Linked DNA regions of Zea mays: region 1 is linked to region 2. The links are chromatin contacts, called in public Hi-C maps. All regions are on one chromosome and are shown on one strand. Each heading gives the region's core, a stretch centred on a gene start, on an enhancer-like site or on the middle of the called end of the contact. The rest is flanking DNA. Distances are from core to core; before and after follow the strand shown.

What was found. A called contact is a pair of places that touch in the nucleus more often than the background predicts.
Region 1: a Hi-C map of tassel shows a contact between it and region 2, with 2.2 times the contacts expected there. The contact joins two enhancer-like sites. A contact is called at or near these places in 2 of 25 Hi-C or Micro-C datasets (ear and tassel).

What each region holds. Positions count from the first base shown.
Region 1 is chr3:68,826,972-68,830,482 of Zm-B73-REFERENCE-NAM-5.0, reverse strand. No RefSeq gene overlaps it. Among protein-coding and RNA genes, the nearest start is that of LOC109945164, 69 kb to the right of the region's middle. Within about 2 kb of position 1,667, at least 18 of the 20 cell types and tissues checked have an H3K27ac peak or open chromatin away from gene starts, as enhancers often do. A contact at or near this core is called in ear and tassel, where this site is marked.
Region 2 is chr3:68,611,462-68,615,094 of Zm-B73-REFERENCE-NAM-5.0, reverse strand. No RefSeq gene overlaps it. Among protein-coding and RNA genes, the nearest start is that of LOC100193101, 22 kb to the left of the region's middle. Within about 2 kb of position 1,419, at least 10 of the 20 cell types and tissues checked have an H3K27ac peak or open chromatin away from gene starts, as enhancers often do. A contact at or near this core is called in ear and tassel, where this site is marked.

The sequences.
Region 1 (3,511 bases), core at 418-2,917, 220 kb before region 2:
AAGAGCAGAACTTGACTCGAAGCAGCCAAGACTCTGCTCAGTCTGGCACACCGGACTGTCCGGTGGTGCACCGGACAGTGTCCGGTGCGCCAGGCTGGCTTCCGGCGAACTGGCTGCTCTCGGGAGTTTTTGGCGGCATACGACTATAATTCACCGGACTGTCCGGTGGCGCACCGGACTGTCCGGTGAGCCAACGGCCGCCAGCGCAACGGTCGGCCGCAAAATCCGCGGGCGACGCGTGGCTCGCTCCAACGATCAGCAGGGGGCACCGGACTGTCTGGTGTGCACCGGACAGTGTCCGGTGCGCCAACTGCCATCAATCTACAACGGTCGGCTGCGCCCGATTTGGAAGAGAATCAGGCACCGGACATGAACAGTGGTTGTCCGATGGCACACTGGACTGTCCGGTGCGCCACCCGACAGAAGGCAACTTTGGCCTTCCAATATTGCTTCCAACGACTCCTAGCTGCCTTGGGGCTATAAAAGGGACCCCTAGGCGCATGGAGGAGAAATACAAGCATTCCTTGATCATTCCCAAGCACCAAGACTCCATTCTCGCGCATTCGACTATTTGAGATAGTGACTTGAGCCCCATTTGAGTAGAGAACTCCTCGAGTTGTGTTGTGAGCTCAAGTTGTGGCTTGTGTGCGTGATTGTGCTCTTGTTTTGAGTCTTGTGTGTGTTGTTCTTCCCTCCCTTACTTCCGTGCTTCTTTGTGATCATTAATTGTAAGGGCGAGAGGCTCCAAGTTGTGGAGATTCCTCGCAAACGGGAGAAAGTATAAGAAAGGAAAACACCGTGGTATTCAAGTTGATCATTGTATCACTTGAAAGGGGTTGAGTGCAACCCTCGTCCACTAGGATGCCACAACATGGAGTAGGCAAGTGTTATACTTGGCCGAACCACGTGATAAATCACCGTGTCTTTTGTGTTGATTTTCTTTGTGACCATTGTGTTTCACAAAAGCTCGGTCCTTAGCCACTTGGTCCTATTGCACTAACTCTTAACCAAGTTTTGTGGTTACAAGTATTTGATTTTTATAGGATCACCTATTCACCCCCCCTTCTAGGTGCTCTCAATAGCCTCACCCAACGTGGGAGGTACAGGCGGCGGGTTCGGAATTTCCTCCACTGTAATACCCAAATTATAAAACTTATAAAAGAGTTGATCTCGCTACATGTTTTGCCATCCACTCATCTTTACATGGGAATAATCACATTTAAAGAATTAAATAAGGCACATCCATAATTCCATGCATCATGTCGAGTTCTCATGTTTGTGCATCTAATACTGGCAAGATTAATAAAGATGTGCTAATGTCCAAATTAGGATTTAACCCAAAATTACAATTTAGAGATTTGGGAAGGATAACCTAGAAATGGGCAAAATGAGAAAATACTACATAGTATAAAATAAATATAACTAAAATTATTCCAATACTGGTGTGTTCAAATTGAACATTGAATTTAAAGTACAAAATTTTCCACAAAATAATTCAAATTCAAATTGAGAATTGAAAATCGAAATAAAGGAAAATAAATAAACAATGGAAAAAGGGATATCACCTGTGCTGGGCCGCAATGTGGATTTCGGCCCACCTCCTGTACACGCGCCATACCCGTTTTCACTTCTGCATGGCCCAACTCCACTCACGCCGTCGACGCTGTCTCCGCAGGGCCGCTGGCCAGTTGCACGGGGAGGGGCGTTTGCGAATGTCATGTGGGGCCGGGGCATCAGAGCCATCCCTCACCGAATCGTAGCTATCGGCCTGCCGCTCCCTGCGAAACAGAAATCGCCGAAGTCCACGGAGCCATGGTCACCACCACGCCGCGAAGCCCGCACCCCCGTCGGATGAAGTCAAACTCAAAATCCTGGTGCCGGATGATTCGGATCGGAGTTGCGCTACTTGGATTAAATTGCCGACTGTTCCAACCTTCGTCCTGTCATCACCGTGGGAGGGAATAAGTGCCGCCGTGGGCAATCCATACCCTCGCCATCGCCTAGCCCTCAACAAACCACTTGGCTATTCACTGGCGCGTGCGGGTCGTGTGGGAGTGTGCTATTTGGTGTGAGCACCACCTGCGCCAACCGGATTTCTCGCTGGTGTTGGGAGGCGCCGCGGATTCACCTCCAGCTATGGTCGGACGGCTGCGCTTCATCGTTCCGGTTAGGGAACTCCCATCGGCCTTGTTCGTTTCTACCGGATTGATAGGTCGAAACGATTCCTAACCGGATTGATTCTCTGATTTATATAAACTTTGATTAGGTGAAACGATTCCGGGTGCAATCCGATGAAAACGAACAAGGCCTTCAAAGTTTACTCTTGTTTCGTTGTGTTTAGAGCCCGTTACGTAGAAGTTCGTGCGTTGGAAATTTGGAATCGGTGGTCGCCGGAGTTGCGCCACCGTGGCTGTGCTCCGCCGGTTCCTAGCCGCTGCGCGCTAGCAAGGGGGACAAGGGGGAAGGCATATTGTTAAGCGTTGGATCCTAGATTGGTGTTCGAAATTGGATTGTGCGCATAGGATCAGCTGGGGTGGTGTGGTCCGTTCGATTCAGATCGAAGGGTCGCATGGCCTCCCGTGGTCATTAGATCATGTTCACAGAACTCGCGATCGACGACCATGCTTGCATGCGGGCATTTAATCGCCCAGATGAAACGCTGGCCGCTTGATGGTGATCCATCGGCTCCGGTTCGCCTATACCGCTTCGCCGCTCACTTTTCACAAAAAGGGCTCCGACTTTTTTAAAATTCGTCTGCCATCCACTAGAACCCAAAAACAGTAGCGGATAAGCCCTAGAATTTATGAATAGAACCCTAAACTTCTCTGGAATCGTGTGCGTAGTCCAGAAAATAAAGAAAATAGGAAAATAGATTTAGAAATCGATTTTGAGTATAAAAATAATTGCAAAACTTATATAAATCACATTTAAATCATTTTAGCTCCAAATTGATTCATTCCAGAGGCATTAATTTTGTTTTAATATTGTTTATCAACTAGTAACTCTGTTTAACCATGAAATTTGGACTAAAATTATTCACTTGAACCCTCTATTCTAGCCTTCTAGGTACTAAATAATTTTAGAAATTCACAACTAGAAAACCATAACTCCGAATTTAGCGATTCTTGTTCCTACGATCTTGTTACGATACATAGAATATATCATGCATTCTGTTTTGATGCTTGGTGTGATGTTAATTTTTGCTATACTATGTTTGTTTGTATTGTTGCGAGTAGACAAGCTAGCCACAGAGGATCCAGGGGTTCAACAGGTGGAGACTGCTAAGTAGGAGCTCGTTGAAGGCAAGTTGTGCCCTTTATCACTTCTTTTTACCTAATCATGTTCTTATTAATCATAATGATCTGCATAGGTTAATTTTGATGGGACCCTTTAGGTTACCCTAGTTTGACTATCTTTATACCTTGATTACCACTGAACTTTTTGGGTAGTACTTGCTATTGCTTTATATGGTTTTGGGTATGGAGATACACATTATTCATGATTATACTTT
Region 2 (3,633 bases), core at 170-2,669:
AATATATATGTTTTATTTATGTTTCTAAATTCATCTTCATCTATTTAGATATACATATAAAATTCAAAAGCTAAAACGAATATTATTTAAGGACGGAGAGGTACTTCAGGTCCGGTTCATGAGACGTAGTTCATCGTAATACGTCACCCAAATTACAGGTTGACCGTTTATTTATTAAATATTAAAATTCTATGATTATAAAGCTATGATTATTGGATACTATATTCTGATCATGAATTTAACTATATCCCGTGTGTTACAATATTTAGAAATTGTTCACCAAATTATTGGTCACATGTTAAGAAGCTTGAATCTTGTTTTGTGTTTATTTTATAAACTGGACCAGAGGAAGTAGTTGTCTGGTGCAGTTAGGCTGGTTTCAATCAGGGGATGTTGGTAACGGCTGATTCCACGTGGTTCGATAGGTCTGTGGATCTGTCTCTTCGGACAGTCGGACCGCTGCATTATATTATATGGTTCAGTTGGTATCGATCTAACTCGCTCCGTAACAGTCGTCTTTAGTGATATGACATGTTCTTATTGTTGTATGTGTTTGTCATGTCAGCTAGTTCTTTTTACTATTTGAAGTCCAAAAATTCTAAAATCTAGTCTATAAATTAAAATTTACTTATGCATTTTTATTTTTATGTTTAAGTCATGTATTTTTATTTATAAATTATGTATTTTTTATTTTTATGTTTTAGTTATGTAATTTTTTACTGTTTTTATAAATTATGTGTTTTTATTTTTTATTTACTTAATTACTCGGATGATTTATTTTAATAAAATACCATGTTTCGTTTCAACTAAGTCTGGAAAAAAATAATATGACAATGAGGTGGATGTAGGCTAACGATAAAGATTATATACTGGAGAATCACAATATATAAGAACCGAGGATGGTCATTAGCATGGTCGATAGTACGATTGATAAAGCTTGAAAGTGTTAGAACTAGTGTTTGACCTACAACTTTGTAGATAAGATTTTACTGAAGAACAAGTACGTTAGGCGGGTTTTAAAACTGTGGCGTGAACAAAAAATTGTCATAAACAGCCTATTAAAGTTTGGTAAAATATGGTTATTGACTGAATAGGTCGTTGAACCACCCTTGATCTATAAGGGTTAGTTTAGAAACTCGATCCTTGGGATTGAAAGGGAAATTAGTTTATTTCCACCGTAATCCTAAACTAGCCTTGATATAAATCTTAACACCCGAAGCAGACGCTCAAGAGTGTCATGTCACTCGTTAACTTGTAAAACATAGGATCCGGAGATCACGGGATACCCATAGTTGGATCAGAGTCATCACGGCTCGTGGGCTATTAAGATAAAACTTAGGGCCTCGCTCACCTCACCAATTGTTTTGCCTCCTAGGACACGGAACGCGCGAGTCCGCTTGGATAGGCGACGGCGCGAGGTCACAAGGCCGTGCCATGGCCCTGGCCGAGCCGCATCCAGCCCTTGATGTGAGCACCCACCCGCTAGTAAGCGCGCCCCGGGCCAAAGAACTCAGGTATGGACTTCATAATGTTGTTTTTTTTGGCGCCTTCACCCTCCCAATCTGTTCTAGCCAACCTCATCCTTGACTTAAACACCCAATGAAGAATATGCTATGTTAGAGTTAGCCATATGAACTCTAAGATCTCCCCCTGCACCAGAACTTGATTGTCCCCAATCAAGAGCATCCGAAAATATCGTCCTCAATGCCTCATAGAATTCTCAAGTAGAATCAGTTGGAGATAAATGAGACCAAGTAACCTTGACCTGCACCACTAGATGACCGCCTTTACAAATGAGGCGACGCTCCGGTATTTGAACCGGTCTCACGTCCACTCTAGATAAATCAACCATATGAGACAAACCAGATAAATCAGAGTAGAACTAGGAGTGAATGGTTTTAACAGGAAACATGGAATATTGAGTGAATCAATGTAGTTGTTGGCAAATCCAACTTATAGGCCACTGAACCGATATGCTACAATATTGTAAATGGTCCAAAGTATCTGAATGCCAACTTCAGACAGCGTCGATTGACTTCCAAGCTCTAAACATATGGTTGTTGTTTCAAAAGAACTGAATCATACACGATTAGTTCGATGTTTATCAACTTGTAGTTTCATATGGTTCTTAACAGTGGCCAACCTTTCCTATAACAACCAGGGTTGAAAACGGACGGAAAAAATCCCGTCCCGACCCGTACCGTTTTCTACATTTGACTCGACCGTTTCCGTATTTATGGAAAAATATGAAAACGGGACGGAAATGAGAGATGACTTATTCCGTCCGTTTTTACGAGATCCCGTTTTTTTCCGGATTGAACCCGTATTTATTCCGTATTTGACAAATATGGGACGAGCCTAATATGCATTAGTATATAAACTAAATCCTCGTGTATTTAGGTGACAAATTATAGCACAATTGACCATTGTAACCACCGGCTCTTTTCAAATGACAAGTGATCTAAAGTCTTAAACAACATCGGATGTAGCTAAATGTACACATTTAGCAACCAAACAACAATAGAATGTTGTCTCTCTATATCTATTCGTTTTATGTTATTGTTCTGCCAATCAATCACTAGTCAAACATCAATAACATTTCTATTTGTATTAAATTATGAGTTTCCGTTAGTATTTCCGTTTTCATTCGTTTTCGCAATTCCGTTTATCCCGCTCCCGTTTCCGTTCCCGACTATTTCAGACCCGATCCCGTTTCCGATGATAAAAGGCGGATACGGAAACGGGAGAGAGGTTTTTCCGTTCGTTTCCGTCCGTTTTTATCCCTAATAACAACCAGCGCCGGCCCTGGTGGGGGTCGAGCAGTGCCCCCGACCAGGGCCCCCATATTAACGGGGCCTCACCCTAGATACTGAAAATCACCCTAGGTACTAAAAACCAGTACATATATACAAGTATATAACATATTGTGTATAGATCTATATATTGGCTCTATAGAATTTTTTAAAGGTCTAATTATAATTCAACAACACAGCAGCAACAAGCAAGGATAATTCATTGTAGCCCATTAATCTTGACTTCGTAGTCTCAGGCCCAGCCGCCTAGTCTCTCAGTGTGTAGTGAGACAACAATGTTTGCCGTTTCATTTCTATCTCTCGCATAGTCGCAGACAGACAGACGGTCATGCCCTATCCTCTTGGTAGCGAGCGCACGAGCATCGGTACGGTGATGCTTTCGTCCTGCTCTACACGGTGAAAACGAAACTAAAGACCTGATCGACTAATTTAACAACGTGCATCCATTAATCAATGTTCGAGGTAACCTTCTTTTGAGTTATTTGGACACATATATATGTGGCATTTTTATGCGAGATGTTTGGCTATATTTTAATTACTTTTTATTTAATATTAATACCTTTTTCAGATATACATAAATATTTATTGATAATATATACACATTATATCTAAGTGTAATAATTATAAAGAGCCTCTCATATAAGTTTTGTCCCGAGCCTCTAAAATATCAGGACCGTCACTGATAACAACTTGGAGTAACTCTATCGAGCAGCCAACAACTCCCTCATAGTGAGATCACCAGGCACTGAAACACTTGATTCCCTAATAAAAGCTGAGTCATACTGTGACATCCTAAATTTGGGGTATCAAATTTCTTTTT